Linked DNA regions of Mus musculus: all the other regions are linked to region 2. The links are chromatin contacts, called in public Hi-C maps. All regions are on one chromosome and are shown on one strand. The core of a region is the stretch at or near the end of the contact, and the rest is flanking DNA. Distances in the headings are between cores, read along the strand shown.

Region 1 (4,403 bases), core at 1,774-4,273, 48 kb before region 2:
GTAAAAGCTTTTTTCCTACAAAATGTAAAATGCCAAAGTGATATTTACAGAACTGTAAATATCTTTCTCATTGAATTTTAGAACGATCATATAGAAGGGCAAAAAGTCACTCCTTAGAAGTTCTCAAGAAAGTTAGAACAAAGGCAAATGGGTAAATCTCTTATCCCAGTTCACCCTGATGGCTGCAAATCTCTTTCCTGTAAAAAGTCAAGTGAGAAGCCATCGTGTCATGGAAAGACTCATGGGAGTTTTCTTCCTTTAGTTCATTGAAAGTCAGCCTTGACATTAAAATTGACCAGGATCTTGTCAAAGTACAATTCAAAACAATTGCGTTTATACACACTTAAATCCAGAAGAATGAGATAGAGGAACCAATTGAGCCTTGCAGTTCCTGGCAAGCCTAGTTAACATAGAAAAAGTCAATCTCAAAACAGGCAAACAAAATGCCATTCAAAAATTGTAAACAGAGCAATGGTACACAACTGAAACTCAAGAAAAACATGGGTTCAAGGCAAGGCTACATAGCAAATTCCAAGCCAAATATAACTAAACAGAAATACAATGTCTCACAAAAACAACAGCAACAAAATAGTCAATAACAAGAAAAAAGTGAGTGAACCCATGACTTTAAGTGGAGATTATGTTATTGCTTACAGCATTTTAGAAGATATTATGTCCTCTCCACATTATTAAATGTTAGGACTCAGGACTATAAAGATGGCTTAGCAGTTAAGACCTCTAGTTTCTCTTCAAGAGGAGCTGGGTTTAGTTCCCACCACCCACATGGTGTCTCAGAAAGACCTGTATCTCCAATTCCAAGCGATCAGATGGCATCTTGGCCACACATCTGAGTCCTATGAGCCTTGCACACACGTAGTACAAAGACATACACACTGGTTGAACACCCCCACACATAAAGTATTAATAATAATAATAAATAATAATAATAACAAATGTTAGCTTGCCATAAGATTGCAAGAAAAAATATAAAGTGTATAAGACAAATCAGGTAGACTACACTGTATTCTGTAAATGTTCACAAAGTACTATGAAATGGAGCAGTACTGTCAAACACTTTGTTTACGTGGTGTTCTACAATGGGAGAAAATGGGGAAATGGAATTAGGGAATTCGGTGACTCATTTGAAAAAAATGAATGAAGCATGTTTAAGAAATAGAAATAGCTATGCAGTGTAACAAAGCGCTTTAAAGAAGAGGCTTAGCTTTACTTCAATATAGATACCCAAGAGGTACCACTATGACCTGGCTTTGGACAGTGGCAATGTCACACTGGGGCTTATCACAGGTACAGTTAACTGCTGATAAAAACTGTTGACCTACATTTGATAGGCAGAAGAATGCTATGATTGAATGTGTTGAAGTTTAGTTTTTTAGTTTTTTAAAAGCATTAGAGAAAGGGTTATCAAAACTCCACCTGGAAGTTATGTATAGACTAAGTTCAAAGAACAACTGAGGGATCAATCCAGAGCCAGTAAAAAATCACCAGGAAAGTATGACGTAAAGCAAGGTGGCTCTAAGTGAAGAGAAATGGGAGGGCTGGGTACCAGTCCATGGCAATTACAAGAGGGCTCATAAATGTCCAAGTGCTAACCTCTAAAACATTAACATAAAACAATACTACACTCAAGTGGCCATGATGGTAGCAATATCTACTAGAAAGGGTAGGTGAGGGGAAAAAAATAAAGAATTTAGGTCTTCACATATGTGTGAAGTCTCAAGGTATTCAAGATGATTAGAGGAAATTTTTCTGGAGTACATGAGAGCCCAACAAGCTGATGTTACAAGCTTCGGAGTCAATAAAGATGACTGTTTGAGAACATATATGTAGATCACATCCAAAAACAATAAGATGTGAGTTGTGAGAAAGACCTAAGCATGGGTTTCTGGAAATGCTTATATCTAGCAGATGAAAGTAGATCTCTTTGAAGAGATACATTGAAGACCTGCTGGGAGTGGTTAGAAAATCAGTACTGCAAAAGCATTACATGACATTGAACACGTTAGATAGGTGTGAGTTCCCCTCGTGGTTTTGCTCCTTCTCTAAATACTGAGAGTAATTTTTGTCTGCAGCTCATAATGTTTTGTGGGATGGAATCCAGATCCTCAAGTTAAGCATTTTTTCAGAGGGGTGGGGTTATTACCCAATACATTACACTATTAAATAACTATAGAAGTATAACTTTTTCTAGCAAAATTCAAATAAAAAGTGGATGCTGTTTTATTATAAATTCTATCTTACAGATGTCAAAAGCCAGGAATGATACTATCCTTCTTAGAGAGGTATATAAATAACTCCACCTTCTATTTGACTCTAGAATACTTAGTGCATAATGATTATTGGCCTTTAATTAATCAATTTGGTCTCAACAACCATGGGAAATTATTCTTTTAAAAGTCAATTCAAGAGTGTGTGTTTTAGTTTGATTCCTTAAAGTTTGTTTCTTTCTTATTAAAATTAAAGTTTACACAGAAGACTGGTAGGAATAATATAGAACAGTGTCTACTGAATATAAGTGTATATTGATTATTAATAAATAACATACATTAGGACCCTACTGTTCAATTATTCTTTTTCTTCAAGGTTGTATACACAATAAAGTTTCTTTTATTATACTATTTCAGAATCTACAAGAAAGTAGTAGAAATAGTGTTACTTTCAGTTCATAAGGCATTTATACTCAGGACTTTCATTATGAGATTAAACTGGGAAATGACTTAATTAGCCTAATACCACTGGCTCTTTCTTGATTAGACGCCTGCTTCACTGAGATATAAAATATTCTCAACAAAAGCAAGTACATCAGCCACCTAAAAGAATAAACTATTTTTATTATGTTGACTAAACTCCCTGAACCAATACAGGACAAGATGGAATATTGTATTAGTCACGGTTCTCTAGAGGAGTAAACCAATAGAATGCATGTGTAATTGTGATGGGGTTTATTAGATCGGTTCACATGATCAGAGGCTGGAGAGTCCCCAATGGCCAGCTGCAGGCTGGAGAGGTGAGACGACGGCTTCTCAGTACAAGCAGCTTCAAGCCTCAAAACAAGAGGACAAGTGATGCAACTCCATGAGTCCTGAGGCGTCACTCGTAGGAGTCGTCATTTCAATGGCTGACAAATCTAGACTTTTATATTTGTGGAAGCGGCATCAGCAAAAACACATCTGCTCAATAACTGAATTTAACCACATATAACCTTCCTGCCTCTGCTTTCTAGACCCCCAGCAATTTAAAAAGTGACACATACCTTCAGAACAAATACTTCTTCCTCATTTTACTGACCTGTAAGACAACCATTTCTGAAAAAAAAAAAAAAAAAACATCCTAAAGGATACACTCTTTCAAGCAATGTTGACAATAATAACAATCACAATAATACTCATAAATACATGTAAAGCCACATAGCTACTTACATACAGCAATAACTGATTAATGATTGAAATTTATTCTTAAATACTTTAAAAAAAACTATGTACATCAAAATCTGACTAATACTAAGCTAGGATGCTCTTTATAAGAAACAAAACAAGTAGGTAAAGATATAAAAGTAAGATGATAGCAAGCAGTGGTCACCAAAAATACTCTATACAACGTGTTTATTAGCATAAAATAATAGAAGCTTCAGAGCAAAATGATGAAGGAGAGTTATTAATCACTATTAGAAAATAGTAATTTGAAATAGCTGGGAATCTAGCCATTCTAACATGTATGTCTTTGATAACATAGGTTTAAGTTGAAGAGAACCATCCATCAAAAAGTGGGATGTTTAGTGCCTCTAAGTGCCTGACAGATAAGAAAGGAAAAAATATACACTGAAAGCTCAGTCATGTTTCCACAGTTTGCTTCTCAAGCTGCCATGCCCTGTGACAGGACAGAAAGTGGACCCATAATGTGGCACTGGCACACCTCTGCACTAGGAGACTGGTGCAAGCCTGGGTATCTTCTGCCCACCCTTGCTGCCTCAATTTATTTCCTTCCTCCCTCCCTCCATTCCTTCCTTCCTTCCTTCCTTCCTTCCTTCCTTCCTTCCTTCGTTCCTCCCTCCCTCCCTCCCTCCCTCCCTTCCTTCTTCCCTCCCTCCCTCCCTCCCTCCCTCCCTCCCTCCCTCCCTCCCTCCCTCCCTCCCTTCCTTCCTTCCTTCCTTCCTTTTTGTTGTTACAAGTTACAAGTGCTGAGAGATGTCTCAGTGAAAAAGAGCATCTGTTCTGCAAGCATCTTAATTTAAAACTCAAGCACTCACATCAAAAGCTGTCAGCCTCACATGCTTGCAATCCCTTGCTGTAGGTGGAAGAGACAGACAGATCTCCTGAGCTAGCTGACCAAGCAGACTAGCTCAAATGACCAGCTTCCAGTTCAGTAATGCTTTAATGCTTTTATGA
Region 2 (4,641 bases), core at 1,845-4,344:
CGTCTGAGCAAACTGTACTAAGCAGCCTCAAAAACACTGCGTTATTGTTTTCATGGAGATGAAACTGTGACAGTCAGTGACACTAGACACAATGCTGATACAAAGGCAGTGTGTAGCTGCCAGAGGCATTGCTGGAGCTGCGCTGCTCACAGGTGCTTTTAGGGCCCCTGCCCCTATACTCTCTTCTTTCCTCTTCATAGCCACACATCTTTCTCAAACCATGCTCCTGCCCTCTTTAGGCTGAATCTCAGCATTGAACTACTTTCCTTTGCCTTATCGCTGACTGGTGCTTTTAAGGCACTAATTTCATGCGGTATCGACTGCTGAGGGCTTCAAAGATCCAAGCAAGACGATGTGATCATTTTAACCTTCCTCATCTGTCCTAGACGTTGAAGATTCCTCCCAGGTGAACCTTTTTGTCAACCAGCCAACCAATCCTGACTGAATACCAAGCACGGATAAGGTTTTGTGTTAACAGTGTGGGTTGGAAAGATCTGCAAGGCAGGGTGTCTGCTTTAAATGAGTTAAATCCTAATTAGGAAAAACAGCCAAAAGACGGGTATAACTAATAACTGCCCAATTCTACAACTTTATGGTTGTTGTTGTTTGAGACAGGTTCTCTCTTCATAGCCCTGACCATTTTGGAGTCCCCAAGCTGGCTTTAAACTTACAGTGATTCTCCTGCTTCTGCCTCCTGAGTTCTGGGGTGACAAGCATAGCCCACCACACCTAACACTTCACAACTTTGCAGTCTTGTTTACATAACACTAACTCTGCACAGAGATTTCTCTGACAGACTTCAAGCTCTTATTCTTCTTTTGGGAAAATTATAGAGAAAACCACTAGATTTAACCATAGTCTCTTCATGATATTGACAGGTTATTAGCACCATCCCCCCATGGTAGCCATTGTCTTCATAAAACCATTTACATTCTGAGGACAAGTAACATAAACGTTAGAAATTGCCATTTCACAGAAGTCACACTTGGATGTGTGTAAGAGTTAATGACTACAATTTTGAGAACATAGATATAAACAAATTCTTGAACTTAACTGAGGAAGGTACTGTTGAACTGAGGTAGCAAAAAAGGCTGAGTGTCTTCTAGATCAGAACAACAGTCATCAATGACAATGCCGGGCATTTTACCTATAGTTAATACTTTCTAACCTCAGGAAACCTTATATCTCATTGCTTCTAATAAACCCACTTTACAGATCAGGAAGTGGAGACACCTGGCCTTTTGAGCCATGCCATCCAGCTAGTAAATCACTGTGGATTGATCCGCCCATCTGGCATCAGCACCTGACTACCCACATTTCCTGATGTGCCCATGTGGGGAGGTTGAAGAAAATTAAGCGATTTTAAAGTGGCAGGCAAAGTCTCCATGGAAATAAAAAGAAGCTAATTCTGTCAATGTCTCTCCCAAGAGTGACCTTCCCAAGTCTATGAAATCCATCCAAGGCATACATAACGGGTAGAGGTTTCAATGGTGCTTGGCAGGCAGAATCACAAGGCATTAGAATTAGAATATTTCGAAGAGAGGTAAAAAAAAAAAAAAAGAATCATGACATGCAAAAGTTACCTGACCTGCTCACCCGGACAGTTCTGACCACAGCTCAAATTAGACTTGAAATCAGCCATTTTCTCCACCCGCCCCACACTTTCTAAACTCTTCTGTGTATTTACATATGGCTCCTTTTGCACTTGAAACTGAACCTTTACGTGATAAAATTATTCATTTTAAATGCACAAACATCGGGGATTTTTCACACTATCTTGTGGAGCTTAGCTGGTGTGTTCAGACATTCGCCTTCCTTTTGTCTAGGCTGGGCTTGTTTTACCCACTCCTCCTCACACTCCTCCTTCATCCTTTTATCACGAATTCACAACCTAACTACTCCCCAAAATGTCTTTCTGTACTGAAGCAGATTTAGTCCTCTCTCCTCGCTCTTAAGAATTTGGAGACTAAGTTATAGGTTCCAACATCAAGTTGAGCATCTGCAAATTTTGTTCTTTTTTTTTTTTTTTTGGGGGGGGGGGGGTTCTCTTGGTTTTGCCGCGGCACTCTTTAAATGTTCAATCTCAGCAGCCACCAAGATGAACAAGCAAAAAAAAAAAAAAAAAAAAATCAGTACCGAGGGAGTTTCCATTGATTTCCAGTTTTTGTTCCACCACAAATAGGTCACCGGCTCGCAGAGCATAAAACAGCCTGACTGGCGCTGACAACCCAAAGATAGTGGGCTGAGCCACTACAAATGCTTCTTGCCTTCTTTCCCATCTATGCGAACAAGTTCCAGCCCGCCTCCGGCTCAATCAAGCGCAACTCCCTAAATCCTAGAGCGAGAGCAGTCCTGGGGCATCTGGCTTAGGCTTGGCCGGCTCAGGGACACTGCCAGGCGGTGGGCTGAGCTCCGCTGGACACCGCCAAGTGGCCTGAGGCGTGCCCGCAGCGCTTGCGGAGCAGGAGTCTGGCGCCAGGCGGGGAGACTGTGCTGCCCCTGGCCGCAGTTGCCTCTGCCCCCAGGTGTCCCTTGTCAGCGCCGGAGCGAGTGAGCAAGTGAGCAAGTGAACCCAGTGGACTCCACCTTCCGCGCGAGGCGTGGATTTCGCTCCATCCTCGCTTACATAAGGCGGGCGAGCGCGCTCCCGCCGCCGCTTCCCCCCGCGCGGAGTGGGGCCGCGCCCTCCACGCCTCCTCTGCGAGCGCCACCCAGGACCCCCGCTCGCCCCACTCCTGGAGGCGACAGTCGCTGGACCGTCGGCGGGCGGGCGGCAGCCCGGGAGTCTCTCCGGCACAGAAGCGCAAGGATCAGAGCGGGGAGCGCCTCGCTGGCTCGCCACTCCTCCCGCTCTTGCCACCTCCCCATCCCCGGCGCCTGTGCGATCCGAGCGGGCGCGGGGACCCGAGAGCAGCGCCCGCTCGGCTGGCGGCGGAGCTGCGGGAGCTGTGGTGGTGGCCGCGCTACACCTCCCAGCACTTCCCGAGTGGGGGCAGAGCATTAGCAGCCGGGAGACGTCAGTGGCTAGGCGCAGTGGACGAGGGACCTTCAAACTCCTCCTCGGAGGCTCCTCTCCACCCCCTTTGGCCCCTGCCCTTGGAGAAAGTGGAGTGTGGCGCTCAGGCTGCTGTTATTTCTCAGGACTGCCTGGCGGTGGCCGGATCCAGCCTCCTGCCTGGCTGGGCTTTCGGCTGTTTGCGCGTCTCCTGGTGGCGTTTCCCTTCCCCGTACACCTCTGCCGACGATGAGGAAAGGTCTGAGGGCGACAGCGGCCCGCTGCGGACTGGGACTAGGATACTTGCTGCAGATGCTTGTGTTACCTGCCCTGGCCCTGCTAAGCGCCAGTGGCACCGGCTCCGCCGCTCAAGGTAAGAGGGTCTTCAGGGCGCGGCAGTCACCTCCCTTTGCTTCTGTCTTCCCTCTCTTCTACCTCTATTTGTCCCCGGCGCTCCTTGATTCCTCACCTGCCTAGTTGCCCCCAATGGAAACCACTTTAAATCCCACTTTCCCAACTAGTTAAGAAACCAGATTTTCAGTCTTAGCTCTGGATCTGGGTAAGGATGGACCCGGGGTGTGTTAAGTGTAGCTGCTGTCTCGGTGCCTGTGGGATCCTGGAGTGTCTTTTGCACTTTCAGACCCACAGACGCACGGTTTTGAATATTGTGTAGCCGGGGGTTTCCAGAGGCACTGATAGTGGCGTTGTGGTATGTGCCCCAATATGTGTAGTGTGCCGAGGCTTCTCGCTGTGCGCGATGGCTGCGCTTGCAGGGTTTTCTTCCACCTCCGCTAAGGAAATATGTCCATTACCGCCAAGGACCCATAGGCGCTGGTGCCCCTAGACTGCTGATGGGGCGCTATGGAGATGCTCAATTCGCCCAGAAAGGACAGGCTCCGGGTGTGCCTGCTTCTCCACTCACAACCTCTTCGTGTCCCGCTCCGGACAGGCGATCCTTGAAAAACTTCAAAACCACAGCTCTAGTGGGTGACTCTAGCTGTTCGAACCAAATCTGCAACTCTCTGGGGGAAAGGACGCTGCTAACCAGTTTATAACTGACATTTTAATGCGTGTAAGCCTCGAAGTGTGTGGCACTCTGAGCAAAGCCGGAGTAGGAGGACAGTGGTCCAGAGTTGGGAATGTCTTGTACGGGTAGAGGGAAGACACCTAGACTGAGGTTCATCTTGGAGGCTTCTTTCTTGTTCATTGAGTTTTAGAGGGAGGTGCAGCTCCCAGACTTATTCAAACCAGTTCCCACCCAGATCCTTCTTTGCCATTTTAAAGATTTATTTATTTATTTATTTATTTATTTATTTATTTATTTATTGTCTATAGCCAGAAGGCAACACAGCTTTGCCTGGAGAGAGAGGCAACAATTCAGAACCAGCTCAGAGACCTTCCCTTTTCTACACACACACACACACACACACACACACACACACACTTCTTTGTGAATTTGGAGAGTTTGGGGGGAGGAGCAGCAACCCTCCTTCCATGATGCTCACAGACTGGTTTATTCCAACTGCAGCCTGCATTTCCTAAAATCTACAGGCACTGATGCAGGGAGGTGGGTGCTGAAAGAAAGCCCAGAGGCCAGGCAAGCCTGGTCCTCATGAGGAGGTATGCGATGAGCAAGGCAGTGTGAA
Region 3 (4,032 bases), core at 663-3,162, 38 kb after region 2:
GCCCTCAAACTTGTTCGTCTATTTGTTTCTTAAGCTTCATTCTTTCTATCATTATCTACCTATCTATCTATCTATCTATCTATCTATCTATCTATCTACCTATCTATCTATCTATCTATATTTCTATCTATCTATCTATCATCGATCTCTCTACCTATGTATCCACCTATCATCTATCTCTATCCTCTGTCTGTCATCTGTAATTTATAAATATAAACAAAGCATTGATGAATGTTTATTTTTATATATTCTCTTCACCTGATTTTATAATATGTAAAGCCAGAACTTGAGAGGAAATTCATAGTTTTCCATGAGAGTTTTTCACATTTTTTCTGCTCATGAGGTAAAAAGAGAAGCAATATTTATGCTTAGTAAAGCTGCATGATTCTGAAAGATTTTTGTCTATATTGTTGGCCGTTGTGACAGAAGAGAAGTTGATAAGAGAAAATTGCCCTCTGACTCAGCAGGATTATAATGCATTTGTTCCCCTAACCATTACCTTCTTATCACGTTATGAATGGAGGATCCACTTAGCACAACAAGCAAGAGTATGCCTGGCATGCTGAACCTCCATCGAGCTAATGCCCCAATTGCAAGACATAAATAGATTAAGAAAAATTCAATATTTTCTCCCCTCTCCCACCAGAGCGGCCTGCATTAGTTGTTTCCTGCCATATAATTGCATTACATGCAGGGATGTGATCCACAGTTAATGGCAGTCACACTCAACTGTCACTTTGCTTTTAGCCTTGGTCACTCAGGGCAATTTACATATTTAACACCATGACAAAAACTAGATTTGTCAAACCACTTGTGGAGGTTGCCATGCTAACCTCTGTTAGAAAAATAGCTGCTTAGGGCTGTGAGTGTGGGTTTGTTTTGGTTTTTTTGTTTTGTTTTGTTTTTTTCTTTTTTTTTTTTCCTTCTTCTGCTTTCTTTTGTCCCCAGAGCGACACTTTTGCAGCTGCCAAGGAACAAATCATATACAACACATAATGTATCAGTAAGATTATTAATTTATAACAGATTATTATGTTTTTAAAGTATTAACTTTATTATTAGATCAACACCTGTGAGAATATTTTTTATTAGTTTAAAAATTAAAGCCTTAAGTTTTTAAGAATACCAAAATAAAAATTAATTTATTTGGTAGTGGCAAATATCATGTTTCCACAACCTTAGAAAAAAATATAACTGAAAATTTAACTCATCATAGTCCTTAAGAAAACAAATATAAACTCAGGTAAAACACCTTCCAATCTTATTGCTACGTAAGGATGGGATGGTAAACACTGAGATATTAATACTAGAAGGAGATAACAGTTATCCATACTGCGGGAGGAGGGGCTGGGTTGGCATAGGTTTGTGGGAGTGAAATTTGAAGTCCTCAGCTCTATTTGCATATGAACTCTTCCCATGACCATGAACTGTACTTTTGCAAATAGTACATTGTTCTGACATAAGGGAATTAAACAATCATTAGCTATCCAGGAGAATAACTTATCCTAGTTATTTGATTGAAAATAACCCACTGAGCACCTATCAATAAGAAAACTTGCCTGACTTCAGTCTTCTCCTTAAACATTTAACCAAGTGTGTGTGTGTCTGTGTGTGTGTGTGTGTGTGTGCGTGTGTGTATTTATTTTATGAAATAGAAAACTGTTCTTTGGTATTTTTCACCTACTGGCTTCTCAGGTTCCGCTTGGACCTTTCCAATTGACTGACACTAACCAAAAGAAGTCAAAGAATTGTGGAGGCAGTATTTTGACCCCCTCCTCTCCTGGCCAATGGTACCTTCTCCAGATTCCCTTCTCTTGCCAGATTTGTCAACCCAGTTGGTACCCAGTACATGAGTGGTAACTCCTCTCTCATCTGATAAGACTTCTTTAGTTTTTCTTCATTTCCTGCCAACACAGCAGTAATTTCACAACCAACCCTCTTGGCATCTCCTAAAGAGGAAAACATGGCCACTGTGCTCTTCCTCAGCGCTCACAAGCAAGTGTCCACCTCATTGCTGCGCAGACACTGACACAAACTTCTCTTTTTTGTTTATTTTTCCCATAGCATGGTTCTGAATTTCTACATTTTTCTCCATCACGTGAGAGGAAATATTTCAAGTAGGGCTCTCCAGTGCACCTTGTAGGGGCTTCTCCCCAGTGTGTTTATAAACCCGGGAGCTATTTGGTTCTGCCATGCAGTGGAAGAGAAGCCCTGCTGGTTTCTCCTACATGAAAAGATTTGTTTAAATATTTGAAGAAGAAGCCCTCAGTTACGTAGGCAAAGACTGTGCTATAGTGGTGAAACCTTGTGAATTTTTATATCTTTATAGACTCCCCCCATATGTACTTATATGTATTTACCTATGTTGAATATTTAATAATTAGAACATCAGTGCTGTAGCCCTAATTCCCACAATTTAAGAGAGGGAATTTTAATTTAAAAAATTCAGCACAGATGATCTGGCATATCTAAAATTACTATAAAAACATTAAGGAAAAAACATACTTTTGTCCTAAGATTAACAAGAATTAAAACATTCTGTTTTAGACAAGAAGTGCCTCTCCCCCCTCCCCCCGCCACACACACACACACACACACACACACACACACACACAATTTAAGATGCACAGGGCGTGCTAACCTTCTCTTTATGGTGCTTGGGTTTGGCTCCTGTTAATTTGACAGGGCCAACAGTGCCTCTCTCTGCCTTGCAATTATCAAAGGTTGTAGGGCATTTCTCTTGGATAAATCACAAAATCATTAACTCCTCTATCACCGAAAGTGCTTCCCAGCTATTCTTTCTGTCTCTCTGAATCAATATCCCCAGGGTATCAATGTCCTTTTCTATTGATCAGAAATTATGAAATCACTTCACCCCTTTCTCAGGGCATGGCTAATGGGGACCTGAAAAGGACTTGATTGCCTCTGACAACTGAGCCTCATAGCTCTGTGTAAACACGCTGGCCCACCCAGGAAAGGAAGGTAGAAACTGAGTTGGGAGGATATTGAGACAAATTTGAGACAGTGCTACTGGGCATGCCATACTGTTTTATGGAAGGTTCCATCTATTATTTTGTTGTTAGCATTCTTTATGACCAAAGGATCTCGTTGCTGATGAGAAAAGTCAACTGCACCCATCTCCAACTTGTATGACAACAGTGGGTGTGTGTTTACACTAGAGCACATCCTACTTGCAATGTCAAACTGAAGGGGAATCATGAAGGAAGAAAGTCTTCGAAGTATATTAAACATTTTCAAAGATTAGTGTATATAAAATGGACCATACAGTGAAGAGAACCAAAGTTCATAGGATATTAACAGTGTGGGCACACAGTACACAGTGATGCAAGAGTTTTACATAAGAGAAGGAAGGAAGGGAGGGAGGGAGGGAGGAAGGAAGGAAGAGAAAAAGGAAGGACCGAGAATTACACAGAGTTAGTGGGTCCCAGAGCTCAACTCCCTCATGTGGTATGACTGAGCTCAGTCATGCTTGCCCTCTATTGGCCTAGTTTAATGGACTCCAATCCTGACTTCTGAAAGATAACTATTTGCTTGATAATAGTAAACTATTTGTAGTAAAGAATTAATAAAATTAAGTAAGGAGTTTTCACTTTTAATATATACATGTCTAATAAAGTTTTATGAAGTGAAATATATTAAGGAGGATTTGGGAAGCCAACACAAAGGATTCTTATCCTTAGCAAAGTGATTATTTTTTGAGACATTGCAATTTTTAGCCTCATATTGCTGTATTTTAGGATCAGTTCATTTTCTACCTTCAATAAAGTAGACATGGAAGTTCAAACTTTTTTCTTGTCTTCTACAAGTCAAGAATTTCATAGGTTAGAAGCAAAATGTCCCTCAAACTAGCATAATCTATAAAAATAAAGACAAGGTTGCTCTTCATTTACAATGTTGTAACTACTCAAAAATGAGCTGACAGCACATACACAAGTGCCACTGGTTAACACTTAATTGTATTTTCTATTATTCCTATTATTCATGTTTGGTTGTTATACAATAGTCATTTTG

Evidence for each region. A called contact is a pair of places that touch in the nucleus more often than the background predicts.
Region 1: a Hi-C map of the N1E-115 cell line shows a contact between it and region 2, with 3 times the contacts expected there. The contact joins the enhancer-like site here to the promoter of Unc5c in region 2. A contact is called at or near these places in 2 of 484 Hi-C or Micro-C datasets (the N1E-115 cell line and nephron progenitors), 1 of 115 datasets of contacts at active chromatin or transcription factors (embryonic stem cells) and 2 of 9 other capture datasets (adipose tissue and liver).
Region 3: a contact with region 2 is called in a Hi-C map of the N1E-115 cell line, with 6 times the contacts expected there. The contact joins the enhancer-like site here to the promoter of Unc5c in region 2. A contact is called at or near these places in 2 of 484 Hi-C or Micro-C datasets (the N1E-115 cell line and nephron progenitors), 3 of 115 datasets of contacts at active chromatin or transcription factors (embryonic limb bud and embryonic stem cells) and 2 of 9 other capture datasets (adipose tissue and liver).

The regions. Positions count from the first base shown.
Region 1 is chr3:141,414,933-141,419,335 of GRCm38.p6, forward strand. No RefSeq gene overlaps it. Among named protein-coding and RNA genes, the nearest start is that of Unc5c, 48 kb to the right of the region's middle. Within about 2 kb of position 3,024, at least 1 of the 459 cell types and tissues checked has an H3K27ac peak or open chromatin away from gene starts, as enhancers often do. A contact at or near this core is called in the N1E-115 cell line, where this site is marked.
Region 2 is chr3:141,462,470-141,467,110 of GRCm38.p6, forward strand. Unc5c (unc-5 netrin receptor C) reads left to right here and starts at 3,095. Exons shown (of 16, transcript NM_009472.4): 1 at 3,095-3,368. The coding sequence starts at 3,245.
Region 3 is chr3:141,501,594-141,505,625 of GRCm38.p6, forward strand. All of the region lies in intron 1 of Unc5c (unc-5 netrin receptor C), which reads left to right. Among named protein-coding and RNA genes, the nearest start is that of Unc5c, 38 kb to the left of the region's middle. Within about 2 kb of position 1,913, at least 4 of the 459 cell types and tissues checked have an H3K27ac peak or open chromatin away from gene starts, as enhancers often do. A contact at or near this core is called in the N1E-115 cell line, where this site is marked.